2 separate regions of the Mus musculus genome follow, and region 1 is linked to region 2. The links are chromatin contacts, called in public Hi-C maps. All regions are on one chromosome and are shown on one strand. Each heading gives the region's core, a stretch centred on a gene start, on an enhancer-like site or on the middle of the called end of the contact. The rest is flanking DNA. Distances are from core to core; before and after follow the strand shown. Region 1 overlaps Gm4258 (a long non-coding RNA gene). Region 2 has its middle 190 kb from the start of Gm34244.

Evidence for each region. A called contact is a pair of places that touch in the nucleus more often than the background predicts.
Region 1: a Hi-C map of cortical neurons shows a contact between it and region 2, with 1.6 times the contacts expected there. The contact joins two enhancer-like sites. A contact is called at or near these places in 2 of 15 datasets of contacts at CTCF or cohesin (large pre-B cells and pro-B cells), 4 of 484 Hi-C or Micro-C datasets (cerebral cortex, cortical neurons, myocytes and 1 more) and 17 of 115 datasets of contacts at active chromatin or transcription factors (the 230-238 cell line, DN3 thymocytes, the SCID.adh cell line and 12 more).

The regions. Positions count from the first base shown.
Region 1 is chr1:137,903,921-137,911,509 of GRCm38.p6, reverse strand. Gm4258 (a long non-coding RNA gene) reads right to left here. Exons shown (of 3, transcript XR_003948014.1): 2 at 1-7,589. Among named protein-coding and RNA genes, the nearest start is that of Gm4258, 9.2 kb to the right of the region's middle. Within about 2 kb of position 5,714, at least 17 of the 459 cell types and tissues checked have an H3K27ac peak or open chromatin away from gene starts, as enhancers often do. A contact at or near this core is called in cortical neurons, where this site is marked.
Region 2 is chr1:137,543,829-137,550,491 of GRCm38.p6, reverse strand. No RefSeq gene overlaps it. Among named protein-coding and RNA genes, the nearest start is that of Gm34244, 190 kb to the right of the region's middle. Within about 2 kb of position 4,636, at least 14 of the 459 cell types and tissues checked have an H3K27ac peak or open chromatin away from gene starts, as enhancers often do. A contact at or near this core is called in cortical neurons, where this site is marked.

The DNA of each region.
Region 1 (7,589 bases), core at 4,465-6,964, 360 kb before region 2:
AGTCTTACCTGCTTTTAACGACTGAGTCATCGCTCCATCCCCAGATTTTTGGGGACACGGTGGTTTGAGAAGCCGTTTCTCTGTGTAGCCCTGGATGTCCAAGAACTCACTCTGTAGACCAGATTGGCCTCGAACTCAGAGATCTGTCTGCCTCTGCCCCCCGAGTGATGAAATAAAAGGCAAGCGCCACCACCCCACAGCTCAGATTCAATTTTTTAACCCTCTAGTAATCTCTTGATTTTTTTTATAGAAAATAATGTTGCACATTTCACTAACTAAATCTCTTAAATTCTGAATTTTTACTCTAAATGACTGACCTTATAAAATATGAACTCTTACTTTGATTAACAGATTGTTGCATTTTATGCACACTTTAATAGGCATTGGCAGTTTCTAGTCCAATTTGGTTCTTTCTTTAGCTTAACATCCCATTTACAAATGTCTTGTAAGAGGATTAAGACCTATACACTCAAAAGTGACAGAAGTAATGGGATGCCAGCCCAAATGTAACCATTGACGATGTCTCATGTGCATCTGAGTTTTTACAAAAGCCATTCAATTTGCATCTTTTCTATGTTTGTCGACTACTTTAGAAGCAGAGATAGTTTGGGCACGCAAATAGATTGTAAGACATTTGTGGCTGTCAGATTCATGGCATGTTTTGAGTGGTTGTTTGATTATCATGTCTTAAAGGAACAAATTAAATCTTTTATATGGACCGCACTAGAAAAATAATTTCAACACAGTTAAAGCTTTTATGTCTTGAGGACTACTGAAATGAATATGAAAATCACTATTGAAATCACTTGGTATAATATTTTTCTCCATGAGCTCCCATTACTCATGCTGCGGTCCTGATTCTGAAACTATTTCTATGTCTGACACCTGAAACTCTAAGTTCAAATCTCCGTGGTCATTTTGTCCATTACTGCTGTTAAGTTGGGTGACCTCACACATAGTCTGAACTAACAGACTTTACAAGGCAAGCTGCTCACAAACAAGGAATTTGAGCAAGTTCCCATTTGCAAAAATTCACAGTAAAAACTTGGCAAAGTTCTCATCATTCACTCAAGGACTAGCTTCCCTATAATAAAAATAGTGCCAGTGCCAAAATTAAAACCTCGTACATTTCATAATACATTGAGAAAATATTCATTATTTGATTCTTCCTATTACCATGTAATTCAGCACCTGGGAAGCCCTGGGTCAAACCATGACTTCCCAATGATAGCAGTTAAGCACTGTCCCTCCCTGCAATGCTACTGAGTATTCCCAGATGATCAGAGAGTTCTGGAGAGGGATTCCTTCTCAACAGAATCTTTACCTGTGAGTGACAAGTTTTCATCACTTCATCAACAAAATAGATATTTTCACAGATGACACACATTCTCAGGAAAGCAGTAGGGTCAAGGAAAGATGCTCCCCAGAAGACACCTACAGTCCAGTGACATGTTTAAGAGCAAAATAAATGAAAGCAGACAATATTATATAAATGTGAGTCTGTATTTAAAAAGGATAGAATATTTGTATAACATATAGATTATTTTGAGAGCTGGGAAGTCATCAGACAGTGAGAGGTCTAACTGTACTAGCCTAGAGATTTGTAAACATCTTGGAGATCTAGCTCAGTCGTTGTCATTCACTGATAGGAAACAAGAGGTCCATAGGGAATCACTACACCATCCAGGTCCATAGAGAGTCAGCATTTCCAAAGAAACAACCTTTCGTGGTCCTTAACCAAGGTGTTTCTTAGTTGTTGAATAAGCATAATGAGAACCAGACATGAGGATTCTGAAAAACTGTTAATGAATTAACCAGGGTGTGTGTGTGTGTGTGACACTGACTATGTAATTATCTGCAGTGGAAGAGTACTGGTAGCTAATGAATATGAGTAGCCAAAGATAACAAACAAAAGAAAAACCTCATTGAAATGATAGCACATACATTTGTAAGTCTTAGGATAAAATAAGATGAGAGCCGATGTCTATACTTTTTAATGTACTGTATAATAAAAAAGTGATGTTTGACTAAATGGTTTTATCTATAAAATGTACCTAAAATAATCTAAGATTTGTTGTGCATCAATAATATGCTTTTAAAAGAAACACTGTATTATCCTGCACATCTCGCATAAATAAAATCAGTGATTATAAGCTTGTGATAAACCCTGAATAGAATAGAAGATAGAAAAGAATGGAGCCTTTCATATGCCTCATTTTCTTCTCTGGGTCATGTGAGGCCATTGTCTTGAGTCAAAATTTATTACTGGATACTAATTACCCAATGTTGTGATAACATGCAGTTTATAAATGGACACCAAATACAGTCTGCACAAACACCCACCTTAAGTATCTGAGCCAGGTACCTCAGTTATATGTCTGTTCCATATAAGTGTTAAGATTTTTGGGCTTAAGTTGTAAATTACTACAGATATGTCCTCATGTACTTTTTCCCATGTAGTTTATTTACTAGGGAATCTACAAAAGAAACCAATTCATCTTCCCTATGTGTATTAATGTTCTCCTTAGATTTTGTATAAGAGAAGACATTAAGTGATGACGCAGGTTTATGCTCTAATGGCTAGGTGCAGAAAGATCCCTGACAAGTCTGTGTCAGAAAGTACCACCATACGGTTAATGCAAATCTCTGATAACACATACAAATGGGAAAAATTTTCAGAAATGCATTCATTTCTTCTCTTAAAGGTCAGCACGTAACTCAAAAAGAAGAAACCAAAATATAATGCAAATGTTAGTATTCCTTTCCATGGCAGTATTTACTGAATTTCCTTCAAATACCAAGCTGAGTATAGTTCTAAGAGTTTGTCAGAGTATTTTAAAATAAAGCATCATTACAAACGGCTTGTGGAGTGTGGAAGGTGAGTCCGTTGATGCAAGGAGATGACTCTAATAAATGGTCCTTTATAAAAGCAGGGGAATGTGGTAAACAGGATGCTAAAACATGATGTCATAGCCTTGTTACCCACACCTTAGGCAACATGAAGACACAGTATAAAGTATTGACTTGCACAGGCTCCACAGAAAGAGAAGAAAGATGTAGGCTTTCTCAGTATCTGCCATCCAAGTTAGTGGAGACCAGAAGAAAACTCTTTCAATATCTTACCACAATAGTTACCAAATTCTATACATAAAGGAAGAATGCATCGCAATCATTCCCCCCTCTTTGATTTTAAGATGAATTTTAAGTGGGCTAACTAGGAATTTTACATGTGATGTCTCATTTTTTAACAGCTTCTGACATATAATGGACTAAACTATGATAATGCAGATATGAAAGATGTGCAACCAACTAGAGGACAGGACTCTATTCTGCAGTCAGAGGAAAATCTGTGTGTTTCCCCCCTTAATTGTTTGGAATAAATAAAACAACATACTAAAATTTGTAAATCTTTGAAGTAGGAACATAAATCTAAATATTATTTTGCCATGAATTTCCTGTGTAGTTTGAAATAGTTTAAAATTAAAATGAAGTCTGCTCTATATTTTTCTAGCCATAAGGAAGATTTGTATATGACTACACCAATGAAATTTTAAAGTCGTTTTTAGTCAAAAATTAGAGATTTAATTTTGTTTAAACTTCAAAAATACATTTAAAGTAAGTGAACTTAGATCATGTAGAATGCTGCCTGCTAAGTAAAGACTGTTTTTTTCAAAAAAATAAAATACATTCTAAATCTTTTAAATATAGTTTTTAATACCTACCTAACTTTCTTTGTTTTATGTTTGAGTTTGGAGCCATCTCATGTTTCATCCAGGCAATTAATCATTAGATTTTAGACGCGTAAATCTGTCTGTTTCTCTTAAATTATCGACACTTATCAAATATGACATAAGCACATAACTATAATTTATAAAACTCTCATAGCTAAAAGTTTTCCAAAATGCTATTGTTTGGGATATATATATATATATATATATATATATATATATATATATATATATATCCTTTAGTTCCATGTTATAAAATAAAATTAATCTTTTAAGAGTAGGCAATGTAAAAGTATGTTTAGAGCATGTATATGTTTCAAAGAAATACCTAAACAAAAATATCTATACTTCCTACCAAGAGATGTGGTTTGGGTAGAAATAGCTATTTTAGATATCCTCACAAACATATTACAATTATACTGTAGTAATGTGTTTTAGATTCAGGTTGTAGTAATGTGTTTTAGATTCAGTTATACCTTAAAGAACGGCCATACTCACTGCTTATAAACTACAAAGGAAGTGTGTCTAAGTTTATAGAGCTTTGGAAAATGTTCCCATAACGACTGTGTATTTTTTAACATTCAGCATATTTTGCTCATTCAGGACTGGAAGTTTGCTCAGAGTGACCCATAATGTTCAAGCACTTGCACAAATGTTGCACCTGGAACAAAGAGGAGTGAAGGGGGCAAAGGTCAAAGCCAAGCCTTAATAAGCATCGACTAAACAGACTTCAGACTTAGTGAAAAGTCCAGACGCCCCCTGCAGCGTCATCTTACATCTGATTTTTCTCTTTTCAACATGGAGTATAATCCATAAATACCACCAAATCACTGGCAGCTTAGCCTCGGGTTTTAGTTTAGGGTTTTGTTTGTTTGTTTGTTTGTTTGTTTGGTTGGTTGGTTGGTTTTTTGTTTTTATCTTCTAGAGACTCCCCCCACCCCTTTGCAAAGATTTAAAAATTTAACCCTTTGCATCCCCCTATTAACCAATGAATGCCACGTTAGCTTACATCTGTAACCCTTTCCAGGACAAGAGGTGCCTTGAGTGTTTCCAAGGCAGAGTGCTGGCTGAGGGATTCCTATTTGCCTAAGACGTTTTGAATAACATTCTGATGAATGACTAATGGATCAAGACGATCAAACTTCACAGTCAGCAAAAAAGTGTGTCTTTCATGCATAGTCCACTGTGGTAGACTTAAATGGACACTTAGAGGATGGCCTAGTAGGTCATCAATGAGAGAAGCCCTTGGTCCTATGAAGGTTCTATGCCCAGTATAGGGAAATGCCAGGGCCAGGAAGTGGGAGTGGGTGGGTTGGGGAGCAGGGGGAGGGGATAGGGGATTTTCAGAGGGGAAACTAGAAAGGGGGATAGCATTGAAATGTAAATAAACAAAATATCTAATAAAAAATAAGAAATATAAAAAAATGTAACTTTATTTTGAAAAAACAAAAACAAAAAAACAAAACCTTAAAAGGAATTGCCTTTCTTCCACTTACTATCACAAAGAAGTTAAATTTGCATATGAGTTTCTATATGTGCATATGAGTGCTGAAAATGTCTAAATTTGGAGACTCTTCTAACTTCAGGTTAGGTGACACAGTCTGTCCTGATAATTTTATTGGCTTAATCTCATGGCTGCATGCTTTATTATCTCTCCTTTAACCTTTATTTTCTTTTAAACAATGCTTTTCCTCCAGGAAATATAGTTGGTCAAAGGGAGAACACAGAATAAACTGGGCATCCACCTTGAGCTTAGTAACTGAGAGAAGCCTTCCATTTGGAGGTGGGCTCACTGCAGGAGCTAGATGTGAGAGAAGCTGAGGCAAATTCAGTGGCTTGTTATTTACGACATTGCAGATTTTCAGAATGCCAGAGACATCTGCATGAGCCCCTATATTTATCCTCCCATCTATTCGTATAGCACCACTTCCTTTACAGCTAAGGATATAAAATTAGAAAACACAAGAGCGGACTGGTATGGGTATGATCCATAAGCCTCTCAATGAAAGATGAGGCTAACTGTCAGTGAGCACTAATGGCTGGGTGCACAGCATACTGGATGGGAGGCGTCTACTGTACAGGAAAGATTAAGCTGGAGAAGGCTCCTAAGCAAGAAAACCAGTACAAACAGTGTCCAGGGAGAGCTGAAGGGGGACCTGGGTTTCCACTGGATCTCAATCACAGAGTCATTGCTACGTTTCACAGGACAGGAAAGGGACACCGTGAGGGCAGACATTTTGTACAGCTGCAAAGATTCCGTAACTGTCCATAATTTTTCCTGGACTTTTTTTTTTTTAACCAAAATGAAAATTAGGATTCATGAAGCAAAATCAGAATGGGAATCTCAACCACAAACTTGCAAAAATGAAAACTACTAACACTCACTTAGCTTAATGAGATGTGGCGTTATTGTTGCATTAAATACTTTTAATCGGCCTTGACCCTCACAGAATCAAGACCTGCTTAGTAGCCAATGGTACTACAGAAAAGAGGAAAATAGAAGTAGCTGAGAACTATCACCCTTATTTAAAACTGTTTCTTGATTATTTAGTATGAATGATGAAGAATTTCAATCCCAATTTAATTTAATAATCCCCGTGATCCCATTCTCCATTATTTTCTATAGCCTGGCTCTGATTCATGATTAAATCAACTCCGTGGTTCTGATGGTAAAGATAAGCTGTAGCTAGTTATAAAGTAAAACATTAGATGGCACTTTACTCTCATTTCTATTGTTAGGTCATAGTTTTGATCTCGTAAGATTTTAAACATAGTCACACAGGGTAAGGCAGAATTGGGCAAATTGGAGCAGTGAACTCATATTTGTAATTGGCTTTTCCAATTTTAAGTCAATAAGAAAAATATTTAATATGAGAATAGCTCACATGCTTAAAGACATGATGACAGTCCTCGGTCTCATGTATGGAAGTACAAGTTTGACTCACAGAGAGTTACAGTAAGCTATCCGAACTTTAATTTTCCCAAAGTTTGTAAAAAATTGACTTCATGTACTAGTGGCTTAGACCACAACTTTCAGAACTGTAAATTCTAGCAGTCCATCTTGATATTTGTATAATTTTGACACAAAAATCCTAATGAACGTTACCATTCCTAAGATGTATAAATTTTCAAACATTTGCATGAACGTAGCTCATGACAAAGCATCTCTTTATTTGTCAATCTCTATATTTGTCAATATATTTGTTACATACTAGGCTGTCCCCCATCCCAAATAATGAGTATAACCTTGAATCCAGGGCCTGCACTGCTATAAAGCCTCTATAGGATTTTCCAGTGGCACCAATAATTGATATTTACTTTCTTAATTTCTGTCTGCTTTTAAAATGTGCACCACGAGTTCAACTTTTCTTCTAAGATTTTATGTCAAAATAATGTCAGTATCTCACAGTTTGCCATTCCAAAAACATACTTAGAACATAGTACTTTTAACTGTAAAAATGAATATAAAGATAATGATTTGAGTCAAGAATTTATCCAAAAGAGCGTCTGAGTATAGCTCAGTGGTCAAATCTGTGCTTAGCACACGTTAGGCCTTGGGTTCAAGCCTTAGCACCACAACATCCCTAAAATGAGCTTGACAACAACAAAAAAATTATGGGTGCCTACCAAAGTAGATACCCACTTTCAAAGCATATATAACTAACTTCATTGAACTATATATTATGTATATACATATGTATATACATATATACATACATATCTCATCTTCTATTTCCAGTATTATTGTTAGAAAAAGTATGAATAAACATCAAGGAAAATATTTTTCATTTCTTATCATTCATTTACAATATATCAAAAAATCTTGATAATTAATATTTCCATAAAATTGAAAATGCATGC
Region 2 (6,663 bases), core at 3,387-5,886:
CCACCCACTCCCGCTTCTTGGCCCTGGCATTCTCCTGTATTGGGGCATATAAAGTTTGCAATACCAAGGGGCCTCTCTTCCCACTGATGGCCGACTAGGCCATCTTCTGCTACATATTATTTGCATAGTTTTAATTGACCACTTTTTACATGTTTTGGATAATAACCCAATCAAATGAATTGCTGATATGTGTTTACCTCCATTCTTTATGCCGTCTTTTCACTCTGTTAATTGTTTCTTTTGCTGTGCAGAATCTGAAATATTATGCAATCCTGTTCATTGAATTTTGCACTTATTTTCTTAGTTATTAGAGGATTGTTCAGAAAATCTATGCCTAGATCTTGATGGAGTTTTCTTGTTGTTGTTGTTATGTTTTCTTGTATCAATGCCAAAGCTTCAAGTCTAACCCTGAAGCCTTTTATTCATTTGAATTTATATTTGTGCAAGGTGCAGCTTCTATTCTGTGGGCTGTGATAAAATACTGTGACAACAGAGCTTAGGGGAAAGGGATGCATTTTGACTTAATGGAAAAAAATCTATCACAGCAGAGAAGACATGGGAACAAGCAAGAAAACCACAATGGCAGAATGAGGAAGCGGCTAGATCACATTGCCTATATACTCAAGAATGGAGAACAGGAAATGGGACCCTGTTATGAGCCCTTGATGCTCATCCCTAGTGACAGACTTCCTCCATCAAGGCTCCATCTCCCAAAGGCTCCCTCCACCCCTGCAGCTGGGGAGTAAGTGTTCCAATATATGAGCCAATGAGAGACATTTCATATTGAAATTGTAACAGTAGGATATTTGGCTAAATTTTCAGTCTTTGGAAATGCCCAGTTTCCCCAGTACCACTTGTTTAAAACATGCTATCTTCTCTGACATACACTCCAATGAATAGTTTTGAAACCTTAAACTTAGCTGGCTATGATGATATGAGTTGCTTTCTTGGTCATCTCTTCCAGTCCTTCCATCTGTATTGCTGTAACTTGTAGAGTTTGTTACTATGGCTACAGTGTGATTTAACCCTGGGTACCATGACATGTCCTGCATTTCTCTTACTGCTTGGGATTACCTTTGGCTATTAGGGGTCCTTTGTTTCCATATGAATGCAAGATTGTTTTCTTCTAGTTCTCTGAAGTGTGTTTGGGTAGACACTTAAGAAATTCTGTAGGGATGAAAACGTCAGGGTGCATGAAGCCTGTTCCTTTGGGAAATGTGAAGCATTGGAAATTTAAGAGGGTTCTGAACTCATTTTTCATCACCTTTTGAATTTACAATGAGAATATGAGTTGATGGAGCAAAGCATGGGATGCAATCCACAATGTCCAGTGCATCATTGATTGTAGTCAGGTCAGCCCGTATGTTTCATCAGGTAGATCTCTGTTGGCAATCTGTGCATGTCCACAACTGAAAGACCCGTCTGCTCTCCCATATCTGCTAAACTCCAATGAAGGAGACAGAGATGAGACTAAAAACCTTTTTCACAGGGAAAGCTTTCCCTGGCTCTGGCCTGCCTCTCCTCTAAACCTGGAACAGGTAAATGAGTTACATATCAGTGGGAGGGCGGTGTCCATTCTCAGTAATGGAAAGAGCGAAAGGACCTTTCTCCATAAGAGAATCCTAGAAACATCTGGAGGAAGTTAGATTCTGAAGAGCTTACCATGAAAAGAACATCTGTGAATTTGATCCTCAAGGTCATGGGATTCTGAAGCTCACTGAATCTGTCACTCAGGCAGAGGTGACACTTTTCTTCCTTGAGTCCCAAGAAGCAACTGATGAGGCAGTTAGGAGCTGAGGTAAAGCCTACTTAGCATCTTCTGTCACGTGTCTGTGAGCTGTTCCCTGGCAATGAGGCTCGACCAGATGACTGCTCAGTTAGTAGGGAAGTGTGATGTGGTTTGAAGAAATAGTTTCCAGGAAGAGAGAGTTTCATTAAATATTGCAAACAAGATGTAAATCAATTCTTTTTCTCCTTGAATAAATTGGTGGTGACATTTTCAAAAAAAAATATGTGGGATTGTGAGACAAGAAAAACAATATATACAACTAAGAAACTAACATTCTGAAGATCAGTATGTATGCCTCTGTGTGCACCTCCTGTGTCTAATAATCTCTAATAAACATGGCAACAATCTGTTCATTCAGAAAATCAATTCTCAGAGTACTTGCATGATTCTAACAACTGATTTTGTAAAGCATGGCCTTGGTCTTCTAGTCCCAGGAGTGAGCTTATGGCTTCCACTGGCCTTAGAACTTGATGGTGCATTGTACATCACAAGTGAACTTCATGGCTGGAAGGACCTGAAGGATGTCCTGATAAGGGCCATCAGTCTGCTAGAACTACCTGCACTCAGTAACTGAAGAGATGGATCAAATGAACATCATTTTAGGAAAAATAAGAAGCACGCTTTGCATTCAATTGATTTCACAATCAAGTGTTCATTGAAGCTTGCCAAGGAATTATAAATACTAGCTAACCTCAGATGGGAACTCTGAACTGTCTTCTCAAAATTCTAACATATTTATAGTTTCTTCCTGTCTGGCTTCAGCATATTTATATAAAGTAGTATGTATTAGTCTGATAGATTAACCAAGTACAAGTTTAGTTAATTAAGTATGTAACAGAAGCCAGCTTTAGTGGTATATACGTATATTCCCAGCTACTTGGGAGTCCAAGGTAGAAAGATCTTTTTTATTAATTATTTTTATTAATTATTCCATCCCATTCCAATAATTACATCTCAAATGATATCCCCCTTCCTGGTTACCCCTCCACAACACCCCCATGCCATCTACCCTCTGCCCCCTCCCATTTGCCTGTATGAGAGTTCTCCATCACCTACCCACCCACCCCTGTCCCACTGTTCCAGCATCCCCCTATACTGGGTCATCAAACCTCCACAGGACAAAGGGCCTCCCCTCCCTCAGACAAGGCCATCCTCTGCTTCATATGTATCTGGAGCCATGGATCCCTCCCTGTACCCTCCTTGGTCAGTGGTCTAGTCCCTGCATGAGCCCAATATAAGAAGCTTAGAGATGATCTCCAAAAACAAGAGCCACATAAGAAAACTGGTAAAATCAAGAGACTGCCATATCCAGGGATCCATCCCATAATTAGCCTCCAAATGATGACACCATTGCATACACTAGCAAGCATTTGGTGCAAGGACCGTGATATAGCCGTCTCTTGTGAGACTAGGCCAGGGCCTAACAAACACAGAAGTGGATGCTCACAGTCAACTATTGGATGGATCACAGGGCCCCCAATGGAGGAGCTAGAGAAAGTACCCAAGGAGCTAAAGGGATCTGCAACCCTATAGGTACAACAACATTATGAACTAACCAGTACCCCGGAGCTCTTGTCTCTAGCTGCATATGTATCAAATAATGGCCTAGTCGGCCATCACTGGAAAGAGAGGCCCACTGGACAGGCAAACTTTATATGCCCCAGTACAGGGGAACGCCAGGGCCAAAAAATGGGAATGGGTGGGTAGGGGAGGTGGGGGTGTGGGAGGCTTTTGGGATAGCATTGGAAATGTAATTGAGGAAAATATGTAATAAAAAAAATTTTAAAAAAAAGAAAACTGGTAAAGGGAAACAGGTTGGCTAAATCAGCACAAACTGATCTGACCTAAGCAATTGATGAGAGACACTTGGAACAAGTACAGAGGTTAGGTGCTGTGAGGGATACAGGGGGCAAGCTGTGCTGTCAGTGAGGGGGGACAGGGATGGCAGAGTCAGGCCTCAAGGTGAGTGATGGCAGCTGGCAGCATGTGTGTGCCCTGCAGACTCATTTAAGATTTAAAACTCTCCTGGAAAAATGTAGCGAACCATCTACAGGTAAGAATTTAAATGCAGAGCCTTGATCACAGCTAATCGTGGTGTACTCATGACACTGCCAGGAACTGTACATTTGAAGGCAAAATGAAGTCCCAAATATGTGTAAAAATTAGGTTTTAAAGGCCATTCTCGAGAATATGGATAAGCATGCAGTGTGTCTATGGGGGGCGGGGAGAGTATGCATAGTCTCATGTCCTCAAAGGAAGTTGAATGGGGTGCTTCCAGACAAGGGCTACAGGCTAGACAGATTTCCCACTATTTCAGGAAATTGAACAAGTTATTTGAAAAGCTCTGCCAAACTCAATCCCATTTACTTCCCTTTCCCCCTCACTGCACAGACGTTCCCTGAGGTAGAAAGGCTATTCTGGAAAGGCAAGTGTAGCGGGAAGAATTCGCATGGATGCTCATAACCAACTTGAACAATTTGAAACTTCTCCTGGTAACTGACGAGAGAACTGTCACAAAGGGGCTATAGTTTCCCAGTGCTACTGTCCTTAGAGAATCCTCACTGTAAGTCTGGAGTGACCTGCTTTGAAGTTCACAAACAATGATGATCATTTTTAGAAAGGAATAATTGTACATTTGAGGGGGTTTACAGTCCTCCTTTGATAAATTACTGATGTCTCTCTAGCATCTGACAGCTACCATATGCAAATTGGAAATCCCTTCCTTAGTAAATTTATGTGCATCTTGTAAGAATATCACACTTTGACTTTTACAGCAAGCTGTAGAACAAGGAGGCAGAGGCAGTCTGTTCAGAAGCTGGTTGTCAAGGCAACTGCACCTTCTTCCAATAAGAAAACCAAAGGGATTTTCCAACAGCATATTGGGGAGGAAATTTAAGCATGTATTGTCCCTATGCATATTTTCCATTGATCTAAAGACAATGTTGCCAGGAGCTTATTAGCCACCTCAGAAAAAGCTTCTTTCTCTATTGAATCCTCAGCAAGACATGAAATCAATGTGATTACAGGTGTAAGTACTTGCTTTGGATCTCATGGCATTTCAGCATATGTTGGGAAAAGGTTACAAGAATTAACAGGAAAAAAAAAAGAACTAAAGCCTTCTCGTTTTACATGGTGTTATGACTAGTTGATTTTCTATCATCTACGAAAGCCCAACACACTATTCAGATGTGTCCTGCTTAACCTCTCTCACAGTTCTGACATAGACAGAAACCAGGTAATGCGAGCTACGTAGAGTAAAACAAATCAAGGACAGCTGAGAACCAGGATCTGGGGTGACATTAGCTTCTAACCCTCTGAGTGATAGACCCTTTTGTGTCCTTTTGTGTGATGCCAAGAAGCGAGATGTAGCACATGAAGACAGAGATAGGTAAGGAGGGAGAGCCACGGAAGACTGTGCTCTACTGTAATTATCAGGCTGAGCCTTTAGACCCCAATGGAAGAGCTAGGGGAGGGACTGAAGGAGCTGAAGGGGATTGCAACCACATAGGAAGAACAATATCAACTAACCAGGCCACCTAGAGCTCTTAGGGACTAAACCATCAACCAAAGAGTACACATGGATGGATCCATGGTTCCAGATATATATGTAGTAGAGGATAACCGTATCTGGCATTAATGGGAGGGGAGGCCCTTGATACTGTGGAGTTTTGATGTCCCAGCATTGGGGGAAGCTAGAGCAGTGAAGTGGGAATGGGTGAGTGGGTGGAGGAGCACCCTTAAAGGCAAAGGGGAGGAGGGATTGTTCAGTCCCAGGACTGGAGTGACAGATGGGTAGTTAAAAGCACTTGCAACTCAGGCTGAGGGCTCATGGGGGCTCACATCCAACTACAACTGTAGGTGAGGTGGACTACTCAGACACCAGTCACCCATGCGGTATGCATATGTAGGTAAAAATTCATACATTTTAAATAAATACATCTTTAAAAGCTAAAGAAAGAGAGATAAATCTCTGGTGGCCCTCCTCTTAAAAAAAATATTGAGTCAGGAAAGAGTCCAATGGTTCTCAACCATCCTAATGTTATCTTTTTAATACAGTCCCTCATGTTGTGGTTACACCCAACCATAAAATTATTTTCATTGCTACTTCATAACTGTAATTTTGCTACTGTTATTAATCATGATGTAAAAATATGATATGCAGCATATCTGATGTGCAACCCCCAAAGGGGTCGTGACCCATAGCTTGAGAGCTGGTTTAATCTGATCATTCCTCTCTGCAAAATGAGAGCAGTGACATGGACAGCTATTGCATTGGAATGCCAGGAGGTCTTAGTGAGATCCTATACATGAAGTCTGCTCATGCACACAGGACATGTCACTATTAGGTGCTGAAGCATCCTAATGTCTTATCTGTGAATGAGCTGCTGTATGGGTAATGGCACATTTTATCTGCCACCTCAGCACCAATATCATCCCTCTACCCTCTGACTCCTCACAACTTCCGGCTCCCCTTCCCCAGATATTTGGGCAGGTCACTATTTCTTAGGTTTTTATACCTCTGCCTAATTGCTTTAGCAATTTAATTAGTATTAAATAAAATATTCTCCTAGCTAGTAGAACACCTGCCCCGCCCAACACTTCTGGAATGTATTCATGGGTGTATATGAGGCTCAAAGCCACAGCCTCTGCAATATTTACTTTCCAGTCATATTCGATTTAAAAATAAACACCACTTTTCTCCACCCACACTTGAGATAAGCTGATGGACTCTAAACTAACATCAACACTAAAACACTATGCTTCTCAAGTCAGCTGCCGACTCTTATTTTTGAGCAGCTAAATAAGAGAAGCTAACATTTCTAAAATTTGGATACATAGCCTACTTTCTCCAGAACAAGGAAGGGTCTGTCAAC